Linked DNA regions of Sus scrofa: region 2 is linked to region 1. Evidence: chromatin contacts called from public HiChIP or PLAC-seq data. All regions are on one chromosome and are shown on one strand. Each heading gives the region's core, a stretch centred on a gene start, on an enhancer-like site or on the middle of the called end of the contact. The rest is flanking DNA. Distances are from core to core; before and after follow the strand shown.

What was found. HiChIP or PLAC-seq counts read pairs in DNA pulled down with a chosen protein or histone mark.
Region 2: a contact with region 1 is called in an H3K27ac HiChIP or PLAC-seq map of alveolar macrophages. The contact joins the promoter of TWIST1 here to the enhancer-like site in region 1. A contact is called at or near these places in 1 of 5 promoter capture datasets (fetal skeletal muscle), 9 of 47 Hi-C or Micro-C datasets (embryonic fibroblasts, epiblast stem cells, fibroblasts and 4 more) and 2 of 2 datasets of contacts at active chromatin or transcription factors (alveolar macrophages and skeletal muscle).

What each region holds. Positions count from the first base shown.
Region 1 is chr9:87,761,260-87,767,979 of Sscrofa11.1, reverse strand. It overlaps HDAC9 (histone deacetylase 9), which reads right to left. Exons shown (of 28, transcript XM_021102482.1): 7 at 5,311-5,476; 8 at 4,194-4,320; 9 at 1,477-1,598. Among named protein-coding and RNA genes, the nearest start is that of TWIST1, 530 kb to the left of the region's middle. Within about 2 kb of position 3,534, at least 3 of the 83 cell types and tissues checked have an H3K27ac peak or open chromatin away from gene starts, as enhancers often do. A contact at or near this core is called in alveolar macrophages, where this site is marked.
Region 2 is chr9:88,286,554-88,293,273 of Sscrofa11.1, reverse strand. TWIST1 (twist-related protein 1) reads left to right here and starts at 3,143. Exons shown (of 2, transcript XM_003130192.5): 1 at 3,143-3,909; 2 at 4,444-6,363. The coding sequence starts at 3,259. The coding sequence ends at 3,867.

The DNA.
Region 1 (6,720 bases), core at 2,285-4,784:
TCAATTTTCATAAACTATATGCCATGTTTTAGAAATATGTGGAGGCTCACTCTTGGCTTTGTTCCTTTTATTCCAAAGAAGTTTATTTATATGAAAGGCAATCTGATTTGTAGATAATAGTGTGAAATTCTCATGCAATGCACAGAACTCTTTCTTTCATTTGCATAGCCTCCTATTGAAGTATTTTACTATACTCAGAGTCTAATAATAGACATGAAAAAGATCTTTGGGCTATTAAAATAAATATGCATGAACTGCTTTGTAATACTTGACCATCCTCTTCAGTGTCTGGTACAATATGGGCTAAATGATAGGTAATGAATTCTTACTCACGATTGATTTTATTTCTAAATCTCCATTACCCTAGAGGTAAATTAAATACAGAAAATAGCTTTAGCATGTGTTTTTTTATAATCTATATATCCACTTTAATTATTCAAAATTGCTTAGGAAAATGAATATAATTATTGGAAATCATTTTCATTCTGCAGATTTTATATACAAATTACATAGCTTTATATCTCTTCAAGTAGATTTGAGTAAAATTCAATGGATCAAACTATCTGAGTTCAGTATCTTTTCACATCAAGTGTGTTTATAAAATTCTTCTAATTTACAACTTTCTCTAAAGAACTGTATTTGGAAAATCCCATAAGATTTAGAACATAATGTACACAAATGCTATTTATGCTTATACCCAGTGAAAATTTAAATATACTTATTATTGAGGTAAGAGCATATTACATGTTAAATATGCATATATCAGAGGGCTAAAAAAGAATATGGAAAACAAACACAGACTTAAAGCCACATAGCTATTTACTAAATTTCAACTTTATTCCAGATTCATTGTCCTGGTTCCCCTAAGCAAATTTTAATGTGATTATATGAGATTATTAGCTACAAAGCTTCACTGTGAATTCTTCATATCATCTGCGAGACATTAGGCAAGTCACTTACTCAGAAGCCAGCCCTGGCCTTTTGTGTCTTAATGAGAGATTACAATGTAAAGTTTTTCAAAGTGAGGGAAAAGAAGATTATTATTTTCATTTTTGCAGTAAATAGTTGAGGTTCAACAGAAAATCAGATAAATCAAGGAAATTACAGAGGTCCTCATGAATGGAGAAGATTTAAATGTTTTGAGAAATCAAATTCTCTTTACTTCTACTCCTAATTACTAATAAGAAAATAATCTGTCTAAAATACAAATGTGATTAACCTTTATATTTATAAAGCTACTTTGACAATATACTGAATCAACTGAGGTAGAAATAAGAGTGTGTGTGTGTGTGTGTGTGTGTGTGTGTGTGTATTTGTATGTACTCATGCACATTTTTGCTTATGCTGAGGGCAGCCGTAGGGAGGACATAATAGCTATGATTCGAATCCTCTGACTTTCCTCTAGAGGTATGGCAAAATGAAACTACAGGAATGTTATGAAAGAGCAAGTGGAGTCTTCTTGTGAAGTTGACTTACCAGTTTTTCGAAGGGGGAAATCATCTTTTGCATCTTGAGCTCCTGGTAATGTGTATTTGTAAGATGGAGACGTTCCACTCAGGGGTGGAGAGCTTTGATCCAATGACGTGTGGTGGGCAGCCCTACAAAAGAAAAAGAGGGTTCACCACTTGCCCTGGAGTTTTTATTGCATGTTGGTCAGCGATAATCGGTTGCACATGCTGTAACATGTGTCTCAGCTGTGTTTATGTTCTTTCTCTTTAGTGTGTGTAAACCACAGCCTCATGTAACCAGTTGACTTTAGCAGCATTTTATGGAATGATGCAGGATGCCTAAGGATGCCCAATGTGCCTTTGGTCACATAGTCACAGAGAAATTACCAAAGGAGAGAATTTACCAAAGGAGAGAATTTACCAAAAGCCTGAGTTTTGATATCTGAGATTATTGTGTGTTTTCTTAAGAGTCACATTAGTGGAAAAGTCATCACCTGAATACTTTTTAGTCAACAATGCAGAACAGAAGGATTTCATTTAGGGAGTTCCCTGGTGGCTTAGTGGGCTAGGGACCTGGCATTGTCACTGCTGTGGTTAGATCCCTGGCCCAGGAATTTTCACACATCACAGGTGCAGTCAAAAAGAAAAAAAAAGACTCCATTAAAAAAAAAATTGGTAGTTAGTACATGGAAGTACATGAGGGTGCCTTTTACTCAGAGACAATACTATATCAATAGCCTCCAGGTCTCCTGACTTCCACAGAAGCCCTAGGTAAAGACTGGAGACACATCCTTCTTCAGTATGAAATGGATCTTTTAAAATGTTTGTCTTACCTGCATTAATATAGTGAAAGAGATGCAGTTGTGCAACTGGAGAACAGTTTGGGTCTGAACATAGACTACCCAGTGGATATAAACATCTATAATAATCATTATATATGAAGAAAACAATGGATGAGGCACAGTATCACCACCAGGATGATTTTTATACTAGTGTTATTTATTTGAATTAACATTCTCAAGAATTAACTGGTTTAAGGGTATTTCATCTAGCTATAACTAGCACAAAATTATTATATTCAGATTTTATAAATTGATGACTTACGGCTGTCCAGGAGTTGGACCCCTCTGAAGTTCAGTTCAGTACAAAAAAAGAACTGCGAAGTAACATTTGAGAGATGGGTCTAATATACCCAAGGGAATGGCTAAAGACTCTTCATGATGAGTTGTTTGCATAAAACTGTTTCCCACTTTTAAAGAAAGGTATTAAATTTTCTTAAAATAGGCTTTAACTTAAAAGAGATATGAATTAGTTACACACTATGTATGCAATTTTGGGTAATAATACATGATTTCTTTTTCAATAACTTTGATGTTGACTGAACATTTGGAAATTTTCTTCAGGGATTGATTCCTCAAGTCAACTGACATGCATGGCAAAAATTACGTAAACCATTAAAATGTATTTACACAGCGTTCTGGAATCTGCCTCATTTATCTTTTTTTTAGACGCAGAGAAGGGAAGATACTTTAAGATAGAAATATAAAAACAATACTCTTTAAATAGGACTCTTAGGAGTTCCCTGGTAGACTAGTGGTTAGGACACGGTGCTTACACTACCACCGCCTGAGTTCAATCCCTGGTCTGGGAACTGAGATCTCTCATCAAGCCACTGCATACCATGGCCAATAATAAATAATAAAATAAATAAATTTGTAAAAATAAAGGCATAATTTTTTAAAAACTGAAAAGCAATAGTTTAAAAAAGAATATGTTAAAAAACTTAAAGTATGCTTAAAGTGTCAACATTACAGAGTAATCAAGTATTTACTTCTTTATCCTTATAACGTGAGGGATTAAAAAAATTATAAGTATAAAATTCTAAATATATTTTTAAAACAAGAGAGATGAAACTGTGATCTATTAGTCTATTATCCAAATATGCTTTGACTATCAGTTTTTCTCCTGACTTTAGAAATGCCACCTCCTTCATATTTCACAAAAGGAAGAACTATGTGTTACATAGTATCTCTTTACTGAACTTGGGGAAACATAGTTGCACAAAAAACTGTAACACGGAAGTGTATTATGTTGTCAGCTTGTGTCAGAAGTCAATCTACTCTCATTTTTCAGGGTGGGAAGAAATGAGGTCAGGTGGGCAGGGGTTAACTAGCCCCTACATCAGCTGGTTACTCCTCTGTCCTCCCGTCTTTTCCCTCCCTTGTCTTCCTTCCTTTTTTTTTTTTTTTTTAATTAAGTCAACCATCTGGGCTTGAAAAAAATAACTCAGATCTCCATCTTACATCAAGCCAAGTAAAATAAAATCTCGACCTGCCACATCTTCAGAAATTATTGTAAAGATATCAGATGCACCATCTGAGAATAGAAAAATGCAAAATATGAATATCTATGCCCCACCCAACATTTGCCAATTATTCATTCAGCACAGAACATACGTAATACTTTCTAGCCCTTGAGATGACACTTGCTAACATTTATTGAAGAGCTGCTCTCTGTTACGGACTTTACCACATTATTCCTTAGGACCTTCCCAGAAACCCTAGAGGGCAGGTACTACTATCATGCTCTTTTTACAAAGAAACAGAGCCTTAGAGAATTTAAGGGACTTGCCCACAGCCATACAGCTGAGGACTTGGCAGGCCAGGGACTTGTGCCCCGGTCCTCTGAATTCAGAACCTGTGATCTTTATCCCTGGAAATGAATAAAGCCAAACACTGAACATACGTGTACCAGAGCTTGGGATGGCGGCTCACGGAATGATTTTTTCCATTAGTTGGAGTGTCTTTTGTTGCTGATTTACTCAACAGGAATTCTTGAAGCTTCTGCTTTACTTCTGTACTTGCCACTGCCCCTGAAACACACACATACAGAAACAGATGGTGATTTGGGGTTCTGTCCTTTCATGCCTCTGGAATATTTAGTAAAAATTAAGGAGTAACAGCACTGGTCACAGCATATGAAGTTTTCCTATTAAAAACAAAATGAGAGTCTAAACAGGCTTTAGAAAGTGACAGAGTAATGTTTTGTAACTACTGCTTCAACTGCCAATTTTCAAAAGAGCTTCAATGATTTCTTTAATTGCTTTTGCAGAAGGGGGATTCCCAGAATTAATACTAATTTTTTCCTAAGGTTTAAAAAATACTGCTGAGGAACAAAACACTGCCTTTAAAAAGTCAAGAATCTTGGGAGATCATAAGTGATAAAACATATTAAAATGAGGTCTTCTAAGTTGCTAGTTTGAAAAACTAACTTTTTATAAAAGCTCTTTTGAGCATCAAACAAATAAATATCCGCTGACAATTCCAGTTCAAGTCATCACATTTTAAACCTTGCTAAGACCTGATTTTCAGCTGACCTCATACAGGAGAATTATTTGGATCTGTCTCCCTCTTGTGGATAGTTAAAACAAAACAAAACAAAACAAAACAAGTGTTCTCCCTTAAATCTTAATACTACCTAGGTTACTTGAAAACTAAATGGAAACAAGGCTTGACTTAAAAAGTAATTATTACTTGAGCAGGAGGAAGGCATGGAGTAATGTGGAAGTAAGTTTATTATTGAACAGAATGGCAGAGCTATATTGCCTTAGTATAACATTATTTTTAAGGTTCAAAACAAGGGAAATTGGTATCTTTGCCAAACAATGCTATGTTTACTTTTGGAGATGCCCATAAACTGAATGTAGAGAGCTGACATGTGAATGTCAAAGCTTTACATTTGGGTTCATAATTTATCGTTTTACTTAAACACAGACAATTTTGACAAGTTTAATTCCGCTCTTTATCAGGCTCTTTTCTGAATGACGATCAGCTAAAGATGAGGGAAGAGATCCATCTTTTACCCTGGTGCCTCTTACTTTCTCGTCCTCTATCTTTGCCTCTGAGAGGAGGAAGCTGCTGTTCTCTGCGATGCCTCTCTACTTCCTGTTCTTGCCTCTGCTGCTCCAGTTTCTGCTCCTTTTCTAGGAGTTCTTGTTGCTGTTTTATGGCTAGAAGTTCCTGTTGCAACTTGCGAGAAGAGAAAGACATGAGAGTGTGCAATTTCTTTAAGGCTTCATAGTCATCAAAGTCCAAAATTGAAATTGGAACTTATTTGTATTTACAGTTTACCCACTTTTTTGTGTACTACTGAAATCTAAAGACAAGCAACTAGTGCCATAGATGGTGTTTTTTTGGGAAAAAAAAAGTTTTTATTGGAGGATAGTTGATTTACAATGTTGTGCCAATTTCTGCTATACAGAAAAGTGACCCAGTCATTCATATATATATATGACTATATATATATATATACACACACACACACACACACACACACACATTCCCTTTGCTATATTATTTTCCATCAGAGTTAATCTCAACAGACTTGATATATATAGTCATTAACAAGAAAGTTTTTAGGCAGCTTCATCACCTACATCGCCCTATCAAAATGTTACCAAATTCATTCAGATCTTCAGTTCCTTAGTGACTTTTCTTTATACATCTGAAATATATGACACAGGCAAAGAAAGGCAGGACTTCCCAAGTCTTTCACAATATTAAAAACAACTGAAATCTTTACTTCTTATTCTGAGAAATGGTTTGAACATAAACTGAATAGGATAGTGCGATTTTAGTTAATTTGGGGGAAATCTACCAGAAATAAAATGAATGCTAAAAATTTCAAAATCCTACAGAGGAAGTTTTCAATAGATGAATGCATTCCATATATCCATAGCAAGCTTTTCTCTCAAAATAGCAAAAGTCTGGTTGGTTCACACAAAGCTCTGCAGATTAGAGAAACTGATCAAGAAGAATTCACTCCCATAAGACTATGCTTTGATGTACTATTGTCTGGCTGTCTGAATTCCTTGAATTCACTTCCACATAATGTACAACAAGAATGTGAAGCATTCTCAATAACCATGTTGAGATGTCAGATTTCTCTCAGACTGAGAAATAGACATTTATGATTAATAGTAAGTGTTCCCCCTGAGGAGTAAGTAAAGACTCTGAGTTCTACCAGGCTCTGACATTACTAGATATGAGATATAGACAACTTACTACACTCCTCAAAGCACTGGTTCCTCATATGTAAGACAGAGAAATAATCTCCCTCATACATCATGTTCATAATACATATGAAATTTAGGTTGTAAGTTTGAATTATACTAACTTTGCTTACTAGTACTATTTTAAACTCAATACTAATGGAGTTAGTGTAATTTGCTGTTTATATTAGATGCCTAGAACTCTGAAATTGACACTGAAAA
Region 2 (6,720 bases), core at 1,894-4,393, 530 kb before region 1:
TAAGAACTAAGTAAGATTTCTTTTGTTAAGCCAGATATTTTGGAAATCAACATTATTTTGCATATATAAAATATCTAAAACTATATTTGGCTCTTCAGCACATAAAATGAGAGCTTGCCTTTATTCTTGACCCAGCACGTGTGGATAAGAAATTTGTTAGAAAAAAAATGTTAGGTAGAATACGGGGCAATTGGGCCGGGAAATTTTTGTTTGCAAAGTAGGGATCATCAAGTCTAGAAAGTTATGAGGGGTAATTCTTTTGGCATGCTACGATCTTCTGCTTAAAAACTAACTTCTAAACATTCAAAATCTTCCATCTTCATCTTTCACTCCTTCGAAGAGTTCAAGAGAAATTTTTCTCAGAACTAAAGTCATTCATTGTGACCCATCAAGAAGATTCCCGAGCCTGGGATGGTTCTGGTTAGCTCATTCATTTTAAACCCTATTCTAAGCATTCTGGCATCTATAGCATCGCCTCAGTCCAGGGGATCCAGTCCAGAAGCTCTTGATCTGCTAGAAGCTGAGTGCTCAGCGAAGGGCTGGGCTCACTTTAAACAGAACTAGTCATTGATGACTTTGCAAATGGAACTAACTAACGATCCCTGGCTGCTTCGCTGTTGTGAACTCGGTTTCTCCTCCAGCTTCTTCACCTCTGTTTCCTTTACACTGCCTTTACCCTTTGCCCACAGTTTCCTGTCTTGCCTACCCATAGTCACAAAGTAAAGAGTCTGATTATTTGACCTTTTTATTTTTGAGTATTCAGCTAAAGGGAAAAAAAAAACAAAATTAAGATTTGAAATTGATCTTTAAAAAAAAAACAAACACAGGTATAGGTGGAAAAATTTCAAGATTTCTGCAGCCACGTTCAAATAAGAATTGCAGAATACTGTGCAACTCAGATTTATCAAAGATAACATTCGGTAGAAAATAGGGCAGAATTTCAGCCTATTCTCTGCTTCCAAGAGATCAAATCTAGGCAGAAGATGCAACAAAGGAGAGACTTATAAGACTGTGCTTTGTTTTAAGAAGACCTGCCTGTAAACTATTAAGTTGAAGTCAAGGAGAATCCGATTTTCAGACTGGCTTTCATTTTAAAATATGGCAGCGACTTGAGAAACAGGCACGTTGGCACGCTGTGGTCATTGTCTATATAGCTTTGTACAACTAGTGATAGGCAAACTGTGCGAGTCGCTCCTCCCATTAAAGCTTAGCCTTGTTCGCAGAAGGGATTTTTCTGGCCCTCGCTTTCCCCGGAAGGCTGAGCCCTTCAGCCGGCCCCAGGCGCCCCACACCCTGGGTTTCTGAAGCTGAGAGACTCAGCAGGGCACAGCCACGTGGCCTGCCCGCGCGTCGTCTGGTCTCCCGCCTCCTCTTCAGAACACAGTGGATCACGACCCTCGGTCTGGCCCAGAAAGTGAGGCATCGCTGAGTTAATTCGCGGCCGAGAGTCCAGCCCGTGTAAAGAGTGAGGGGACCTGGGCCTGTGCAGGGTAGCCCAGCGCAAGGCAGACAACTTCTGCACCCCCAAATCTGCCCCGAAAAATCCCCTACTGCTTTTGACCTCTGGTTTGCTTTGCAGAAGTCAAATGAATGACATGAAACGGTTATTCCATCCCAATTCGTTCGAAAAAAAAGAAAAGAAAAAAGAAAAAAAGTCTAGCACTGCAAAGATGGGTTTCTCTTCCATGGCAGCAGCTTCCCTTCCTTTCCAGCTCACCGACTTTTGTTGCTTCAGACTTGCCAGAATCTGCATTAACACCCTCTTCGAGGCTCTTTGTTGTTACTTATTAGATAGAGACGCTTAAAATGTAAAAATGTCTAAATAATCGTAATGCGTTTGAGGCGCCCGAAACCTAATTTCTCACTGTACCTCCTAGGAGTGAGGGGTGGGGAAGGGGGCTCTTGCAGCCGTCAAACCCGCGTGTCCAGGAATTACTGAACCCCCATCTCTCTCAAAGCCGATCTTTAGAGGTCACAATGCAGGGCCTTATGTGGAAGTAGGGTGGGGATGAAATGACCACAGGGTACTCCACCATGGGCTAGCAGCTCAGGCAATCAGGGCCTCGGGCAAAGACGCTGCGCTGCCCCCCTCCGGCCCTGCTACCTTCTCCAAGGACAGGCCTGATTTCCGCGGGAGAATGAACTTCTGCCTCTTTCTAGCACCTTCGGAGAAGCAGACCTTTGGGCGTTGGGAAAAGTTAGATTGGGTTACTGTGAAGGGAAAAGAAAGGCCCAGATGCTTCTCCAGGAAGGATGAGAGAACAGGCCCGGACGCAGATCTGCAGTCCCCAGCGCAGCCACGTCTTCAGAAACGCCCAAGATCTCCAGGCCAGCCACGGTGGTTTGGCCCTGGTGACTCCAGGAGCCCGTCTACCTGACTATACACTGGGCTATGCCTTTGCCAGTTTTCTTGCCATTTCCCCCGCCCCAGCAATCTCAAACCCGCCCCACGGACCTAGAGGGTAGTGGGGCAAGCTGAAACTTAACCCACTGCGTAGAAGCTGTCGCCGCCGCTGCTGTCACAGTCACTCCGGGAGAGACCGACACCGCAGTGGGGACAGTCCCCTCCCGCCGCTTCCCCGGGCTGCGCTTCGGTGCGGGGGCGCGGCCGCGGGCTCCGGCGCGGAAGGAAATAGCCCCGCGCCCCGCGGGCGTAGGGCAGCAGGGAGGGAAGGGGGAGGGCAGCAAGGAGGCGGGCAGAGGGGCCGGCCGCCTGGGCCAGGTCGTTTTTGAATGGTTTGGGAGGACGAATTGTTAGACCCCAGGAAGGGGGGGGTGGGGACGGAGAAGGGGGGCTGGAAAGCGGAAACTTTCCTATAAAACTTCGAAAAGTCCCTCCTCCACACGTCAGGCCAATGACACTGCTGCCCCCAACTTTCCGCCTGCACGGAGGTATAAGAGCCTCCAAGTCTGCAGCTTTCGCCCAACTCCCAGACACCTCGCGGGCTCGCCGGCACAGGCAGCGTTTCCAGAAGGCCGAGTGGGGTGTGCGTGCGGCCGTTGGGCGCCTTCTTTTTGGACCTCGGGGCCATCCACACCGTCCACTCCCCCTCCCGCCTCCCTCCCCGCCTCCCCCGCGCGCCCTCCCAGCGGAGATTCTCCTCGTCCCTCCTCCCGCTCCCTCCTCCGCGGGCCGCATCGCCCGGGCCGGCGCCGCGAGCGGGGGAAGCTGGCGGGCTGAGGCGTCCCACTTTCCTCCTCTTCCCCGGGCCGCCGCTCTGCCCCGGGCCTGCGAGGCCGCGCCTTGCCGCCCGAGAGATGATGCAGGACGTGTCCAGCTCGCCAGTCTCGCCGGCCGACGACAGCCTGAGCAACAGCGAGGAGGAGCCGGACCGGCAGCAGCCGCCAAGCGGCAAGCGCGGGGGGCGCAAGCGGCGCAGCAGCCGGCGCAGCGCGGGGGGCAGCTCGGGGCCCGGCGGGGCCGCGGGCGGGGGCGTCGGAGGCGGCGAGGAGCCTGGCAGCCCGGCCCAAGGCAAGCGCGGCAAGAAGTCTGCGGGCTGCGGCGGCGGCGGCGGCGGCGCGGGAGGAGGCGGTAGCAGCAGCGGCGGCGGGAGTCCGCAGTCCTACGAGGAGCTGCAGACACAGCGGGTCATGGCCAACGTGCGGGAGCGCCAGCGCACACAGTCGCTGAATGAGGCGTTCGCCGCACTGAGGAAGATCATCCCCACGCTGCCCTCAGACAAGCTGAGCAAGATCCAGACCCTCAAGTTGGCGGCCAGGTACATCGACTTCCTCTACCAGGTCCTACAGAGTGACGAGCTGGACTCCAAGATGGCCAGTTGCAGCTATGTGGCCCACGAGCGGCTCAGCTACGCCTTCTCGGTGTGGAGGATGGAGGGGGCCTGGTCCATGTCCGCGTCCCACTAGCAGGCGGAGCTCCCCACTCCCTCGGCAGGGCCGGAGACCTAGGTAAGGACCAGCGTCTCTGCGCCCCTTGTCGGCTCAGGTGGCAGACCCACTGACGGTCAGGCCGTGGCTCCCCGTCCACCTAGCCTTCCTGCTTGTGTCCCACTCCCTTCTCTACTTTCCCACCCAACCTGGCACCGCCACCTCATCCCCGGAGCGTCCCTGGAAGACAGCTCAGTCCCCTCTAGGGAGAGAGGGATGCGCCCTTGAGAACCGTGTGCGTGTGCGTGATGAGTGTTCGTGACAGACAGGAGGCAAGACTGAGAAAGAGTCGAGGGTCATTGGTAAGGAGAGTCTTGCCAGCGCCTCCCTTTCTTTTGGCTTTAAGTTTTCCTTCTCCTTAAAACAAATGTTTCCAAATTCCACCTCCTCCTTCTTTTCCGCCCACCCACTTCCTCTTGCCCTTGGGCTGAAATCCTTCCAGGTTGTTCAGCGTAATTTCTCCGTGGTGGTGATAAGAACAGTGCTCACTAGTCTTAGAAAACAGCCACAGAGACCTAAACAATAACCAACTTTCCTCCCTCTGGGTTTTTGCAGATGTCATTGTTTCCAGAGAAGGAGAAAATGGACAGTCTAGAGACTCTGGAGCTGGATAACTAAAAATAAATATATATGCCAAAGATTTTCTTGGAAATTAGAAGAGCAGAACCCAAATTCAAAGAAACAGGGCGTGGGGCGCACTTTTAAAAGAGAAAGCGAGACAGGCCCGTGGACAGTGATTCCCAGACGGGCAGCGGCACCATCCTCACACCTCTACATTCTGATAGAAGTTTGAACAGTTGTCTATGTTCTTTTTTTTTTTTTTAATTTGACGAAGAATGTTTTTATTTTTATTTTCTCATGCATGCATTCTCAAGAGGTCGTGCCAATCAGCCACTGAAAGGAAAGGCATCATTATGGACTTTCTCCATTTTAAAATGGTAACAGAGGAATTTTAAGAACACCTTTAGAAATAAAAATACGGAATCAAACTGACTTGCAAAATCACAGTCAGTCAATTCCTTTTTTCGATTTTCCTCTGAAGGAAAAAAAAACTTAAAATACAAAAAACAACATTCTATTTATTTATTGATGACCCATGGTAAAATGCAAATAGATCCGGTGTCTAAATGCATTCATATTTTTATGATTGTTTTGTAAATATCTTTGTATATTATTTTTCTGCAATAAATAAATATGATTGAAAATTTTAAGAACCTTAGAGTTTGGTCTATATTTTTAAAGGATTAAGTTGGAGGTAAATACCTGCTTGTTTAACTCTGGAGACACCCAGGAGGGTGATGGGGCAGTAAAACAAACAAAGCAGTGAAAAACTCAAAGTGCCTGCTGACAGGTACAGGCAAGTTATTTAGAAAAACAGCTTTATCATTATTCCTGTTTCGTGCTCAATGGGCTTAGCATCTCCCCTTCATCTCTTATCAGGTCTCCAGACAGCAAAACCTTAATGTATCCCTCTTACATTTTGAGATGGCAGCTTTAAAACAGTTAAATGCAAATAAGCACTGCAAGCCAGCACTATTTCTCTTGTAACTGTGCTTTTTTGTCATGCCCTCTACTCTTTATGAGGATTTTTACATAATAGGTTTATTTCAGTGAAAGGGTGCATAAAGTGTTATCAAAATTACCAATCTATACATACACATAAATGAATACAAATGTATAGAAAATAAAGTTTAATTCAGACTTCCATTTGTGAAGTAATTCACTTAACTCTTCTTTTATGAATGAGGATGACATTTGATTTCAAATTTGCTGAAAAGAAAAGCCAAAGTTAAGCCTATTTTCCCATGTTGATGTCCATTTGGGAAGAATTCTTTATATGTAAAAAACATACAGCTATGGAGTTAAGAACAACAAAGAACCTGAAATCTCAGTATCTTCGGTAACTACTGGAACAGTTACAATTTTAAATGCTATAGCTGTTCATTTTGTTCAGTTCATTAGCAAATATATTTTATCCAAAAGTACTCAGAAATTTTCCCTAATTACTTAAATGTATACAAAATCTGATGCAGTAAAGCAAAACATTAACAGGGACAAATGATGGTTGATTTTTTTTTTTTAAGTTCATTCTGGTAATTTCTGGGCTAGAAAAATGCTGCCTTTTATAGTGAATAACGGTAGAAATAGGTAGTTTGTCTCACTTAGTTCTTAACTTTTAAATCCAGTTTACTGCATTGAAGTATAATTAGAGATCCTTTCAAACTGGAAAATAATTTTGCTGCCTAAATCAAACAATCACTATGGCAAATAAGTGTAAGAATCCAAACAGATTTGCCTAGTTCAGGTTGAGGTTATTACATTGCCTGAAGGGTTTTTGTTTTTTTTTCCCTCTCCACACATCATCATAGAATGCTGACATGACATATTGTAAATTTATTATTGTGAGTATTTTAGACCATGTTTTACAGTAAGAAGCCTGTGGAATTTATGTATATTAAAGATTAGTGAAAGCTTGGGGAAATAATTTTCTAGATTTCTTTCGATAGTCTTACAAAATAAAGAGATTGGAAACTGATTATGTGTGGATATATATGTGTGTGGGGTGTGTGTGTGTGTGTGTGTGTGTGTGTGTGTGTGTGTGTAGAAGAGAAATGTAAAGAGGGTGCCCTGGAAGGATAAGGGGAGCATCAAAACGTTAACTCTTTCTTTTGAGTGTATCATTGAACCACCTCCATTTTCTAAATTGTTCATGGAGGAATCTCCTTGTTCACTAGCTTGGTCTGGCTATTTGATATTTCAGATGTCTTGACGTACATCAGAATGGAGCTGACCATCCTTGCTGAGAAGGTAATTTCTATCTTAATCTCTGAT